2 separate regions of the Pan troglodytes genome follow, and region 2 is linked to region 1. A link is a contact called in public Hi-C data. All regions are on one chromosome and are shown on one strand. Each heading gives the region's core, a stretch centred on a gene start, on an enhancer-like site or on the middle of the called end of the contact. The rest is flanking DNA. Distances are from core to core; before and after follow the strand shown. Region 1 has its middle 38 kb from the start of FAM169A. Region 2 holds the start of NSA2 (NSA2 ribosome biogenesis factor).

The links. A called contact is a pair of places that touch in the nucleus more often than the background predicts.
Region 2: a Hi-C map of induced pluripotent stem cells shows a contact between it and region 1, with 2.4 times the contacts expected there. The contact joins the promoter of NSA2 here to the enhancer-like site in region 1. A contact is called at or near these places in 1 of 7 Hi-C or Micro-C datasets (induced pluripotent stem cells) and 1 of 1 datasets of contacts at active chromatin or transcription factors (stem cell-derived excitatory neurons).

Annotation. Positions count from the first base shown.
Region 1 is chr4:41,145,399-41,152,259 of NHGRI_mPanTro3-v2.0_pri, reverse strand. No RefSeq gene overlaps it. Among named protein-coding and RNA genes, the nearest start is that of FAM169A, 38 kb to the left of the region's middle. Within about 2 kb of position 2,744, at least 1 of the 24 cell types and tissues checked has an H3K27ac peak or open chromatin away from gene starts, as enhancers often do. A contact at or near this core is called in induced pluripotent stem cells, where this site is marked.
Region 2 is chr4:41,283,953-41,290,813 of NHGRI_mPanTro3-v2.0_pri, reverse strand. NSA2 (NSA2 ribosome biogenesis factor) reads left to right here and starts at 3,769. Exons shown (of 6, transcript NM_001246638.2): 1 at 3,769-3,849; 2 at 5,417-5,604; 3 at 5,700-5,850. The coding sequence starts at 3,847. GFM2 (GTP dependent ribosome recycling factor mitochondrial 2) reads right to left here and starts at 3,640. Exons shown (of 21, transcript XM_001150063.6): 1 at 3,424-3,640; 2 at 173-259. The coding sequence starts at 235.

The DNA.
Region 1 (6,861 bases), core at 1,495-3,994:
AAGATTAAAAATACATTATTAGGCTGGGCGCGGTGGCTCACGCCTGTAATCCCAGCACTTTGGGAGGCCAAGGCGGGCGGATCACGAGGTCAGGAGATCGAGACCATCCTGGTTAACACAGTGAAACCCTGTCTCTATTAAAGATACAAAAATTAGCCACGGGTGGTGGTGGGCGCCTGTAGTCCCAGCTACTCCGGAGTCTGAGGCAGGAGAATGGCATGAACCTGGGAGGCGGAGCTTGCAGCGAGCCGAGACCACGCCACTGCACTCCAGCCTGGGTGACAGGGCGAAACTCCGTCTCAAAAAAAAAAAAAAAAAAAGGACATCAGTTTTTTATTGTTGTATAACTAATTACCACAAACCCAGTGGCTTACGTGTATTACTGCATAGTTTCTGTGGATGAGGAGCCTAGGCTGGGTCTTCTGCTCAGGCCCTTACAAAGCTGTGCTCGAGTTACTGGTTGTATTTTGATCTAGAGGCTCAACTGAGGGAAAATTCACTTCCCAGCTCATTCAGGTTGTTAGCAGAAATCAATTCCTTGCTGTTTTGCAGCTGAGGACCCTGGCTTTTTGCTGGCTGTTGGCTGGAGGCCTGTATCAGGTTCTAGAGGCATCCACAGGTTCCTAGAAGAGTCCGCAGTTCCTTACCACACAGGCTTCTCCAACATGCCTGCTTATTCCATCAGGCCCACAAGGAGCATTTCACTTCTGTCTGCTGAAACAGAGTCTCATATAACATAACATAACATAACATAACATAACATAACATAACATAACATAACATAACAACAAAACAAACGTAACATAACATAATCACAGGAGTGACATCCCATCATCTTTTCCATATAATACAACCTGATCAAGGGACTGACATCCCATCACCAGTCCTGCCAACACTCAAGGGCAGGGAGTGTGGCAAAGCATGAATACCAAGAGATAAGGAATCACGGGCACTTACCTTACAGTCTGTCTGCTAAAAAGAATGATCTGTATATGTTTGGTACTTAAAGTCCCTGTAGTGTTTAAGAAAATTTGGCAAATTGGAGTATCTAAGAGACCAGCTTTGTGGTCCCAATTTAGAATGAATGAGTAATTGATTTAGATTTGGAATTTTGAGTTGAGTTGTAAGAGAGTTTTAATAAGTTTAGAAATTATATTGGACCATTTAAAACAACTTAACATCCACCATACTTATATGTTTACTGTCTTACAAATATTAGAATTTCTAAGTACTTGAAAGGGTAGCAGCAGCCAGTCTCCAAAGACGGCCACCATCAATGCATGTTCTTCGTGTATGTGCATTCTGCTCCTGATAACAAGAAGAGGAGTTTCCTTCTCCTCTCCTCTGGGCTGACCTTGTAACTGGCCCTGATCAAGAGAATGTGGCAGAAGGGACATTCTGGTCATTAAGCCCAGGCCCTGCAAGGACTGATAGCTTCTACTTTCTGCCTCTTACAGTGCTCTTTCTTGGAACCTAGCTGTTATGCCATGATAAAATAAATGATATACCTGATTGCAGAATATATAAAGAACTCTTTTTATTTATTTATTTATTTATTTATTTATTTATTTATTTATTTATTTTGAGACAGAGTCTTGCTCTGTCACCCAAGCTGGAGTGCAGTGGTGTGATCTTGGGCTCACTGCAACCTCTGCCTCCCGAATTCAAGTGACTCTCCTGCCTCAGCCTCGCCAGTAGCTGGAACTACAGGCCCACGCCAGAATGCCCGGCTAATTTTTGTGCTTTTAGTAGAGACAGGGTTTCACCACGTTGGCCAGACTGGTCTTGAACTCCTAACCTCAAGTAATCTGCCCGCCTCCACCTCTTAAGTGTTGGGATTACAGGCGTGAGCCACCACACTCGGCCATATAATGAATTCTTAAAACTCAATAACAAGAAGACAAACAACCTGGTTAAAATAAATGGGCAAATTTTTCAACAGACATTACTAAAGAAGATATAGGAATGGATAAAAAGCATATGAAAAGATGCTTGGCCAGTCATGGTGGTACACGTCTGTAATCCCAGCTACTCGGGAGGCTGAGGCAGAATTGCTTGAACCCAGGAGATCCCAGTAAGCTGAGATCGCACCGATGCACTCCAGCCTGGGCAACAGAGTGAGACTTCATCTAAAAAAAATAAAAAAATAAAAAAAAGAAGAAAAGAAAAGGTGCTTAACATCATCAGTTATTAGGGAAATGCAAATTTGCAAATTAAAACCACAATGAGCTGCCTACCATTTCACACCTACTAGAATGGCTTTAGTTGAAAAGACAGACAATAACTAGTGTTCGTGAAGATGTAGAGAAAATGGAACCTTCCTTCATGGCTGAGACAAAGTAAAATGTTGTAGCTACTTTGGATAAAAGTTTGCCAGTTTCTTAAAAAGTTAAACATGTGTACTAAACATGGCTTTTTATTCTGATGTTTTGACATCAGGGGCCTTACAGATCCTGTGTAGACTGCAACTCCCAGGGCTAGCCAACACCTAGAAATAGCAAACAACTCATCTTCCATGTGCAAACCAATGAATCCTAAGCCTATTTCCTAATTACCTCCTCAGTTGAGCTCTCACACATCTTGCCACTATTCCCCTGCCCTAATCACCTCAGGGCTGGGTGCCAGATAATTACAAATATTCTCTATGCCCCAGAGTTCAGTTCAAATTGGCCAATCCTAAACCTGCTTACCTGGCCTCACCTGTTCCTGGGGAAACCAGAATAAAGGCTCTTGCTCCCGCTGTCCCGACTGACCCTGCCGCTCCCCCATGTGGCCTGGCATGGTGGAGCACACACTCTCCTGTCCTGGGAACTGTCTCAGTCTGTCTTTTCAAGAGCAGTCATCTCCTGATCTGTTGGCCTCTCCATACCTGGATAAAAATAAAATCAACATTTTAAAGCAATATGTTTACCATATGATCCAGCAATTTCATTCTTAGGTATTTACCCCAGTGAAATGAAAACATATTTCTATACAAAAATCTATACATGAATGTTCATAGCAGCATTATACGTAATAACTACAAAGTGGAAACCACCCACATATCCATCCAATGATGAATAGAGAAACAAAATGTGTTCTATCCATACAATGGAATACTTATTCAGAAATGAAAGGACTGAACTATTTATAAATGCTAAAACATAGATGAACCTGAAAATAATTATGAGTGAAAGGAACCAGGCACAAAAGACCACACACTGTATGATCACTTTTATAGAAATGTTCAGAAAAGACAAATCTATGGAGAAAAAAGAGTACATTTGTGATGGCCTTGGAGCTGCAGTGGGAACAGGGGTTGACTGCTAACGAGCATGATGGTTTTTTTTAGGATTATACAAATATTCATAAATATTCTAAAACTGGATTGCAGTGATGAACAGTCTGTAAGTTTGTTAACCATCATTGAATTGTACACTTAAAATAGGTGAGTTTCTTTTTTTTTTTTAAGATTTTCTTTTTAATTATACTTTAAGTTCTGGGGTACATGTGCAGAATGTGCAGGTTTGTTACATAGCTACATGTGTGCCATGGTGGTTTGCTGCACCCAACAACCTGTAAATTTTTTTTTTTTTTGAGATGGAGTCTCACTCTGTTGCCCAGGCTGGAGTGCAGTGGCACAACCTCGGCTCAACTGCAACCTCCACCTCCCGGGTTCAAGTGATTCTCCTGCCTCGGCCTCCCGAGTAGCTGGGATTACAGGCACACACCACCACACCCAGCTAATTTCTGTATTTTTAGTAAAGACGGGGTTTCACCATATTGGTGAGGCTGGTCTTGAACTCCTGACCTCATGATTCGCCCGCCTTGGCCTCCCAAAGTGCTGGGATTACAGGCATGAGCCACCATGCCCGGCCAACCTGTAATCTACATTAGGCATTTCTCCTAACGCTATCCACCCCCTAGCCTCCCATCCCCCAGCAGGCCCTGGTGTGTGATGCCCACTCCCGTGTCCATGTGTTCTTTGTTCAACTCCCACTTATGAGTGAAAACCTGCGGTGTTTGGTTTTCTGTTCCTGTTAGTTTGCTGAGAATGATGGTTTCCACCTTCATCCATGGCCCTGCAAAGGACATGAACTCATCCTTTTTTATGGCTGCATAGTATTCCATGGTGTATATGTGCCACATTTTCTTTATCCAGTCTATCATTGATAGGCATTTGGGTTGATTCCAAGTCTTTGCTATTGTGAACTGTGCCGCAATAAACATATGTGTGCATGTGTCTTTACAGTAGAATAATTTATAATCCTTTGGGTATATACCCAGTAATGGGATTGCTGGGTCGAATGGTATTTCTAGTTCTAGATCCTTAAGTAATCACCACACTGTCTTCCACAATGGTTGAACTAATTTATACTCCCACCAACAGTGTAAAAACATTCCTATTTCTCCACATCCTCTCTAGCATCTGTTGTTTCCTGACTTTCTGATGATTGCCATTCTAACTGGAGTGAGATGGTATCTCATTGTGGTTTTGATTTGCATTTCTCTAATGACCAGTGATGATGAGGTATTTTTCATATGTTTGTTGGCTGCATAAATGTCTTCTTTAGAGAAATGTCTGTTCATATCCTTCGCCCACTTTTTGATGGGGTTGTTTGTTTTCTTCTTGTGAATTTGTTTAAGTTCTTCGTCGATTCTGGATATTAGCCCTTTGTCAGATGGATAGATTGTAAAAATTTTCTCCCATTCTGTAGGTTGCCTGTTCACTCTGATGATAGTTTCTTTTGCTGTGCAGAAGCTCTTAAATTAGATCCCGTTTGTCAATTTTGGCTTTTGTTGCTATTGCTTTTGGTGTTTTCACCATGAAGTCTTTGCCCATGCCTATGTGCTGAATGGTATTGCCCAGGTTTTCTTCTAGGATTTTCTTTTTTTTTTTTTTTGAGACCGAGTTTCGCTCTTGTTGCCCAGACTGGAGTGCAGTGGCGCGATCTTGGCTCACCGCAACCTCCACCTCCCAGGTTCAAGCGATTCTCCTGGCTCAGCCTCCCACTTCCTGAGTAGCTGGGATTACAGGCATGTGCCACCATGCCCAGCTATTTTTTTTGTATGTTTAGTAGAGACGGGGTTTCTCCATGTTGGTCAGGCTGGTCTCGAACTCCCGACCTCAGGTGATCCGCCCACCTTGGCCTCCCAAAGTGCTGGGATTACAGGCATGAGCCACCATGCCCAGCCCCTCTTCTAGGGTTTTCATGGTTTTAGGCCTTGTGCTTAAGTCTTTAATCCATCTTGAGTTAATTTTTGTATAAGATGTAAGGAAGGGATCCAGTTTCAGGTTTCTGCATATGGCTAGCCAGTTTTCCCAACACCATTTATTAAATAGGGAATCCTTTCCCTATTGGTTGTTTCTGTCAGGTTTGTCAAAGATCAGATGGTTATAGATGTGTGATGTTTTCTCTGAGGCCCCTGTTCTATTCCATTGGTCTATATATCTGTTTTGGTACCAGTACCATGCTATTTTTGTTACTGCAGACTTTTTTTTTTTTTTTTTTTTTTTTTTTTTTGCGACAGAGTCTCGCTCTGTCGCCCAGGCTGGAGTGCAGTGGCACGATCTTGGCTCACTGCAAGCTCCGCCTCCTGGGTTCACGCCATTCTCCTGCCTCAGCCTCCCGAGTAGCTGGGACTATAGGCGCCCGACACAATGCCCGGCTACTTTTTTTATATTTTTAGTAGAGACAGGGTTTCACCGTGTTAGCCAGGATGGTCTTGATCTCCTGACCTCGTGATCTGCCCACCTCGGCCTCCCAAAGTGCTGGGATTACAGGCATGAGCCACTGTGCCCAGCCTTACTGTAGCCTTATAGTATAGTTTGAAGTCAGGTAGCATGATGCCTCCAGCTTTGATCTTTTTGCTTAGGATTTTCTTGGCTATGCAGGCTCTTTTTTGGTTCTATATGAAATTTAAAGTAGTTTTCTCTAATTCTGTGGAGACAGCCAGTGGTAGCTTGATGGGGATAGCATTGAATCTATAAATTACTTTAGGCAGTATGGCCATTTTCATGATATTGATTCTTCCTATCCATGAGCATGGAATGTTTTTCCATTTGTTTGTGTCCTCTCTTATTTCCTTGAACAGTGGTTTGTAATTCTCCTTGAAGAGTTCCTTCACATCTTACAAGGGAAGAGTTACATCCCTTGTAAGTTGTATTCCTAGGTATTTTATTCTCTTTGTAGCAATTGTGAATGGGAGTTCACTCATAATTTGGCTCTCTGTTTGTCTGTTATTGGGGTATAGGAATTCTTGTGGTTTTTGCACATTGATTTTGTATCCTGAGATTTTGCTGAAGTTGCTTATCAGCTTAAGGAGATTTTGGGCAGAGATAATGGGATTTTCTAAATATACAATCATGTCATCTGCAAACAGAGACAATTTGACTTCCTCTTTCCTAATTGAATCCCCTTTATTTCTTTCTCTTGCCTGATTGCCTTGGCCAGAACTTCCAACACTATGTTGAATAGGAGTGGTGAGAGAGGGCATCCCTGTCTTGTGCCAGTTTTCAAAGGGAATGATTCCAGTTTTTGCTCACTCAGTATGATATTGGCTGTGGGTTTGTCATAAATAGCTCTTATTATTTTGAGATACATTCCATCAATACCTAGTTTATTGAGAGTTTTTAGCATGAAGGGCTGTTGAATTTTGTCGAAGGCCTTTTCTGCATCTATTGAGATAATCATGTGGTTTTTGTCATTGGTTCTGTTTATGTGATGGATTACATTTATTGGTTTGTGTATGTTGAACCAGTCTTGCATCCCAAGTATGAAGCCAACTTGATTGTGGGGGATAAGCTTTTTGATGTGCTGCTGGATTTGGTTTGCTAGTTTTTTTTTTGAAGATTTTTGCATCAATGTTCATCAGGGATAT
Region 2 (6,861 bases), core at 2,520-5,019, 140 kb before region 1:
TATTTCTTAACAAATTAAGGTAATTACTTTCAAATTAGTTTAGCTTGAAGATTTCCAAAGGTTATGACTCAACTAAGTTTGGAATCAACAGCTGATGAGATATACTGGGCATTTTAGGCAGTAAAGGAGCTGAGGTTGTTAAAGGACATTTAATTTTATAAGAAATGCTTACATTAATATACACACTGGGTATTGTCTGATGACTCATTGCAAATATCCTCAAGTTGGTCCACATCTTGATCCTCCAAACTGTTATTGTCTGAAAAAATAAATATACAAAATCAAAAAACTAAACTTATGTATTACATGTCAGCAAGGCATATGTAAGTTAGACATATGTAATATGTATGGTAAAATGTATTACTTTTAAAAAGTTGGAACAATATTTTTAGCTACCAAAAATTCAATGCATCATTCAGAAAATGAAAATTCTGATTAAATATGAGAAATATGGTTTTTAGGTTTAAAATGTCCCTTATTTGTCAATGTAATGTTTAAAGAAAGATATGGCGATACAGTAGAAATCAACTTATTGAAATTACAAAACATTGTATCAACCAAAATGCATTGTTATGTAAATGTATAGAATTAAGCATAAAAAGCTAAGCATCCACATATTAACTTGGTAATTTCTAATTGGCAGTAAAATTTATTGATTCATTTGTATACTCTGATTTTCCTACCATACCATGTAAAAACTAAATCATGTAAAAAATATATAAAAGCAAGTCCTCTTCCTCTCTGATTATAGAAACTAAGCATCTTTAGTTTAAAAACATTTGCTAAATATTCACTATGTTTCAAGTACAATATCAAAGCTATTAGAAATATAAGGACGCAGCTGAGACTGGGGATGCTGGGGAGACAGACAGACCATGTTAAACCAAGCTTGTCCAACCCGTGGCCTGCAGGCCACATGCGGCCCACGATAGCTTTATATGCAGCCCAACATAAATTCGTAAACTTTCTTAAAATATTATGAGTTTTTTTTTTACTTTTTTTTTTAGCTCATCAGCTATTGTTAGTTATCATTAGTGTATTTTATGTGTGGCCAAAGACAATTCTGCCAGTGTGGCCCAGGGAAACCAAAAGATTAGACACCCCTGTGTTAAACCATTGTGATCCATGTTATTAAGATATGTGAAACCTCATTACTACTCCTAAGTCTGTTCTTTTCTGGATTTTAGCTAAGAAACATTCACTACTCTTATTTAGAAAGTCATCTAATACTTACATTTGATTTCCTAAATATATTTGAATCTGTTCCCTTTGTTGTTGTTGTTGTTTTTTTTTTTTTGAGACAGGGTCTTGCCCTGTCACCAAGCCTGGAGTGCAGTGGCTTGATCTCAGCTCCCTGCAACCTCTGCCTCCTGGGTTCAAGCGATTCTCCTGCCTCAGCCTCCCGAGTAGCTGGAACTACAGGCATGTGCCACCACACCTGGCTACTTTTTGTATTTTTAGTAGAGACGGGGTTTCGCCATGTTAGCCAGACTGGTCGTGAACTCCTGACCTCAAGTGATCTACCCACCTCGGCCTCCCAAAGTGCTGGGATTACAGGCGTGAGCCACCATGCCTGGCCTTGAATCCATTCCCTTTTCATTGGTAATGCCAAAGTTCAGGGCCTCATAGTCTCTCCACAGTTGTGACTGTAATAGACATTTAATAGACATTTTCCTCTTCTTTAACTCAGTGGTTGTCAATAAAAAGATAATTTGCACAACCCAGCCCTCCCCCGCCCAAGCCTATTCGTTCCCATTTATTCAACAAGAATTTACTGTGTGTCTGCCTACCCACTGCTTTCTAGATATCAGCGTTAATGCAGTGAAAAAAAGACAACAATCTCTGCCCTCATACTGCCTCTACCGTAGTCAGGGGATACAGACAACAAACAAAAGTAACGAATACAATACATAGTCTCTCCCATGATGATAGGGTGCTGTAGAGAAGAATGAAGCAGGAAAGAGGAATTGGGACAGTTAGAACTGTAAGTAAAGAGATCAAGGAAGGCATTCAAACAGTGACATTTAAGCAAAGACCTGAAGTAGATGAGGGAGGAAATTCGGGGGATTGAGGGACGGCGGGGAGGGGCACATTAAAGGCAAAGAGATTATATAACGTACTGTACCTAAAATATACAAATGCTAGTTACTATTTCTGGTTTTAAAGAGAATGATGAGATCACCTTAGAAAATGGAGCCTTAAAAAACTGCTTCAAAGGCCGGGCTCGGTGGCTCACGCCTGTAATTCCAGCACTTTGGGAGGCCGAGGCAGGTGGATCACCTGAAGTCAGGAGTTCGAAACCAGCCCGACCAACATGGTGAAACCCCGTCTCTACTAAAAATACAAAAATATTAGCTGGGTGTGGTGGCGAGCGCCTATAATTCCAGCTACTTGGGAGGCTGAACCAGGGGAATCGCTTGAACCCGGGAGGCAGAGGTTGCAGTGAGACGAGATGGCGCATTTGCACTCCAGCCTGTGCGACAAGATTGAAACTCCGTCTCAAAACAAAACAAAAACTGCCTCAAAGCCGGGCGCTGTGGCTCAAGCCACACTTTGGGAGGCCGAGGCGGGTGGATCGCTCGTACCCGGGAGTTCGAGACCAGCCTGGGCAACACGGTGAAACCTCATCTCTACAAAAACTACAAAAATCAGCCAGGCTTCGTGGCGCGAGCCTGTAGCTCGCTACTTTTGAGGCTGAGGTCGGAGGATCGCTTGATCCCGGGAGGTCGAGGCTGCGGTGAGCCGAGCTCGCGCCCCTGCACTCCAGCCTGGGCGACTGGGCGAGATGCCGTCTCAAAATACCCATAAAAACAAAAACAAAATACTGCCTCAAATACAAGCACTAAGAATTAATGAAAGTATTCTTTTGGTACAGTTCTTTTTGTTCATCAACTGAATCACGCTGCAAGCTGTGAAGTAATTAAGGGAACTTCTGCAACTGTGCAGTAAAAGGGTAAACCTGGCAGTGTATTTAAGTAGACGTACTTTCTGGTAGTTAATTACTTCTTGACACTAGGGGGCCACTAAATACAAGTCCACTCAGCATTTGATTCGGTGCACCAAAATGCCTCAGAAATTTCTGGAATCAGTCCTGTACCTCCAAAAAACCAGAATGTTATCTTCTTCTTTTCTAACAGCTGCAAAGGCCCAGTAGTTCCATTTTTCTGTACACTAAGTTTTCATTCCTCAGTATCCTTCACAATCATGCACACATTACACAGAGTGACCGGAACAAAGATGAGTCGACTTCGCCGAATGATAGAGAAAAACTTCCATACTGAGCGAACACCGAGGGGAGTCCGGAGGCCCTGTTGTCCTCCTCCGTGGCTGGCTGTGTCCGTCGCAGCCTGAAAGGTCAGCGGTACCCAGCGCTGTGACAGGGTCACAGGCGCGCGATGTCTCACAGCTCGGAGCAGTACTCACCTGGCATTAGGCCGCGTGCCGCAGGCCAGCTCTCACCGCTGGGCTGTTGAAGCAGGAGGCGCGAGCCGCGCCAAAGTCTGCAACGGCCTCAAGTCTCGACGCCAGCCTAGGCAAAAGGCAATGTATCTAAACGAAAAGAAAATAGGCTTTCTCCGCTCTACCGCCTCGGGCAGCCACACCTCCACACTTCCGGCGGTGTACCGGCCAAATGCCGCCTGCCAGCAACTTCCGTCCTCCTAGCTAAAAGCGGAAAACAGAGGCTCGGAACCGCTGCGTGGTTCTTGCTCTTCACTCGGCCGTTTTAAAGGGTGACCCTTTCCTGTCCCGGCCTGCGTGGCGTGGGCTTGTGGGTCTTTGAGACCCGAAAATTGAGAGCGTTTTCGCACTCCAGGGGCTGCTCCTGGCGGCTCTGCGGCCGTCACCATGGTAAGGAGGATGCCTCGGACGCTCGCGACACACAGCGTCTGAGTTAGTGGGACCTGAGGACTCTGGGGCGCTGGGGTAGGGGGTGAGTGGTGGTAGGCGGAAATGAGAACTGCCAAGAGAAAAGGATGGTAGACCCGTGGGGTGGGCTCTGAGGAGTGGAAACAACTTCACATTCGAGACACAGACGGTATTTGCCAGAACACAAGCTTTGGAGCAAGATTTTACTCTGTCCTGTTTTCTTTTTTCTTTTTGATCCACCGCTAAGAGTCCTAAAAATTCCTGATTTCACCACAAGCGTGGTTATCAGCCCCAGAGCCTAATGGGAATATGGTTGTGCCTTGTACAATCTTAGATGTCAGTCCCGCTCCCTTCATTTTACTGCTGAGGAAACTGAAGGCGTCCTTGCCAAAGACCAGACAGCTAATGAATTGCGAAGCCGGGCTTAACGGCCCAGATCTAACTGCCAGGTCCTTTCTCTTTCTGTTACGTCTCTATAATCTGCGTTTCTTTGCAAAATGGCATTCCATACACCCTTCATGTGATGGCTGCAAAGTTTATGTGATAGCAGTTGGTAGCAGCACACCTTGTTGGTTGTTACTTAACATTGCTCTCTGTGCTGGACTTGGCTTTGTATCATTTTTATTTTTGCAGCCTTAAAATACGAATAGACTCACGCCTGGCCGCGTGTTTAAAACGTGTCTAAAATGCAAAAAGCATCCCATACATTGCTGGTGAAAAGAAAAATAATGCACTTTTGGAAAACGGTCTGGCAGTAAACACACGTCCACATGAAGACTTGCATGCAGTTGTTTATTGCAGATTTATTCGTAATCACCCAAAACTGGGAACAACCCTGATACCTATCATCTGGTCAGCGGGTAAACAGTGGTGTATCCATACAATAGCATACTACTCAACAATAAAAAGGATTGAAGTTCCTATACCTGCAGCAAATTGGGTGAATCCCAAAAGCAAGAAACCAGATTCAAAAGGCTATGTACTACTGTTGATCCCTGTTTCAGTCTGGGAAAGGCGAAACTGTAGGGATAGGTATCAAACTGAGAGTTGGGAAAGAGGATTGACTTAAAAGTTACATAGGGAATTTTAGGGGGAAATGGAAATTCTCTGTATTTTGATTGTGGTGGTTACAGAACTGTGTAGTTAGGAAAAACTTAGAACTGTATACCTAAAAAGGACAGGTTTTACTGTGTGTAAATTATGCTTCAATAAAACTGACTTAAATTTTTTAAATGTGAAATGAAGGTGTTATTAAAAAAGCAAATTATGTCAAGGAAAAAAGATACTGTAATCAGTTCATCCCTTTTGTGGTCCAGTAGATTTTGGACCACTCCCTAATGAGATTATTAGAGATGTAAGTCCTGATGCCTCATATCATTCAAGACCAAAATTTAACTTACATCATGTGAATAAACTTAATGGTGCAAGAATCATTTAAGTAAGTGAACATTTGGATGAAACAGGGTCTTTGTGCTATGTAAAAGAAAGCATTTTAGAATGATTGTCAGTACTTTAAAAAATTAAAATAATATTTCTTCCATCATTATAGCCACAGAATGAATATATTGAATTACACCGTAAACGCTATGGATACCGTTTGGATTACCATGAGAAAAAGAGAAAGAAGGAAAGTCGAGAGGCTCATGAACGTTCAAAGAAGGCAAAGAAAATGATTGGTCTGAAGGCTAAGCTTTACCATAAACAGCGTCATGCTGAGAAAATACAAATGAAAAAGACGTAAGTGGTCTCATTTATTTGTCATAACAAGTTAACATCTTTTGAGTAATCATTATTAAAACAGATAATCTTGAATCTTTTTTCCTTCTTGGTAGTATCAAGATGCATGAAAAGAGAAACACCAAACAAAAGAATGATGAAAAGACACCACAGGGAGCAGTACCTGCCTATCTGCTGGACAGAGAGGGACAATCTCGAGCTAAAGTACTTTCCAATATGATTAAACAGAAAAGAAAAGAGAAGGCGGTAAGCAATAACAATTCAAGTCTTTGTTTTGTTTAGGAGAATTACTTAAATTCAAATTTGAGGTTCTTGTTTCTCGGTTTAATTTCAAACATGAAGTACAGCTGTTATTCCCATTATTTAGATGTTGAAGTCTTTGTAAATTTAATTAAAAACTTGCTTTCTCATCATAAGGTTTTAAAATTTAAGTTTTAAAAAAAATTTATTAGAATGCCATATGAAATTTAAAAGCTGGTAAGGAGTGAATTTCAAATTCAATATTTGTCTTCCTGTTTGAAAACCCACAGTGCTATGCAGTCATAAAGAAAAATACAAATGCTTCTTATTTGTGCTGCCCTGTAGTGCCAAACTTGGTTAAAAAGTAGAATGGTGGAAAACTCCCTGAGTTGTCACAAAAAATGTGGCTTTTTAAAACACCTGTAAATAGATTAGCAGAAATCCAGATAAAAGAATATGCAGTATTTATATTTAAAGAATTATTTTTACTGCCTTACACTATTTCAGTTTTTTCATAGAATTTGCACTCAAGGGAGGCATAAAACATCTGGTGAGGATTTTGTCTTGCTAGTGATTACAGATCCATCTCGGGAAGAAATACAGAGACATATTAAGAGGTGGAAACACTCTTCCAGTGTTATGCTATTAAACATTAGTAAACACATATACTGCTTATAGAAGTCACTATCGGCTGGGCACCGTGACTCACGCCTGTAATCCCAGCACTTTGGGAAGCCAAGGCAGGTGGATCACCTGAGGTCAGGAGTTCAAGACCAGCCTGACCAATGTGGTGAAACCCCACCTCTACTAAAAATACAAAAATTAGCTGGGTGTGGTGGTGTGTGTCTGTAGTCCCAGCTACTCGGGAGGCTAAGACAGGAGAATTGCTTGTACCCAGGAGGCGGAGGCTGCACAGTGAGCCAAGATTGTACCACTGCACTCCAGCCTGAGCAACAGAGCGAGACTCCATCTAAAAACAAACAAAAAAAAATCACCACCACATTACAGGTTTCTTAC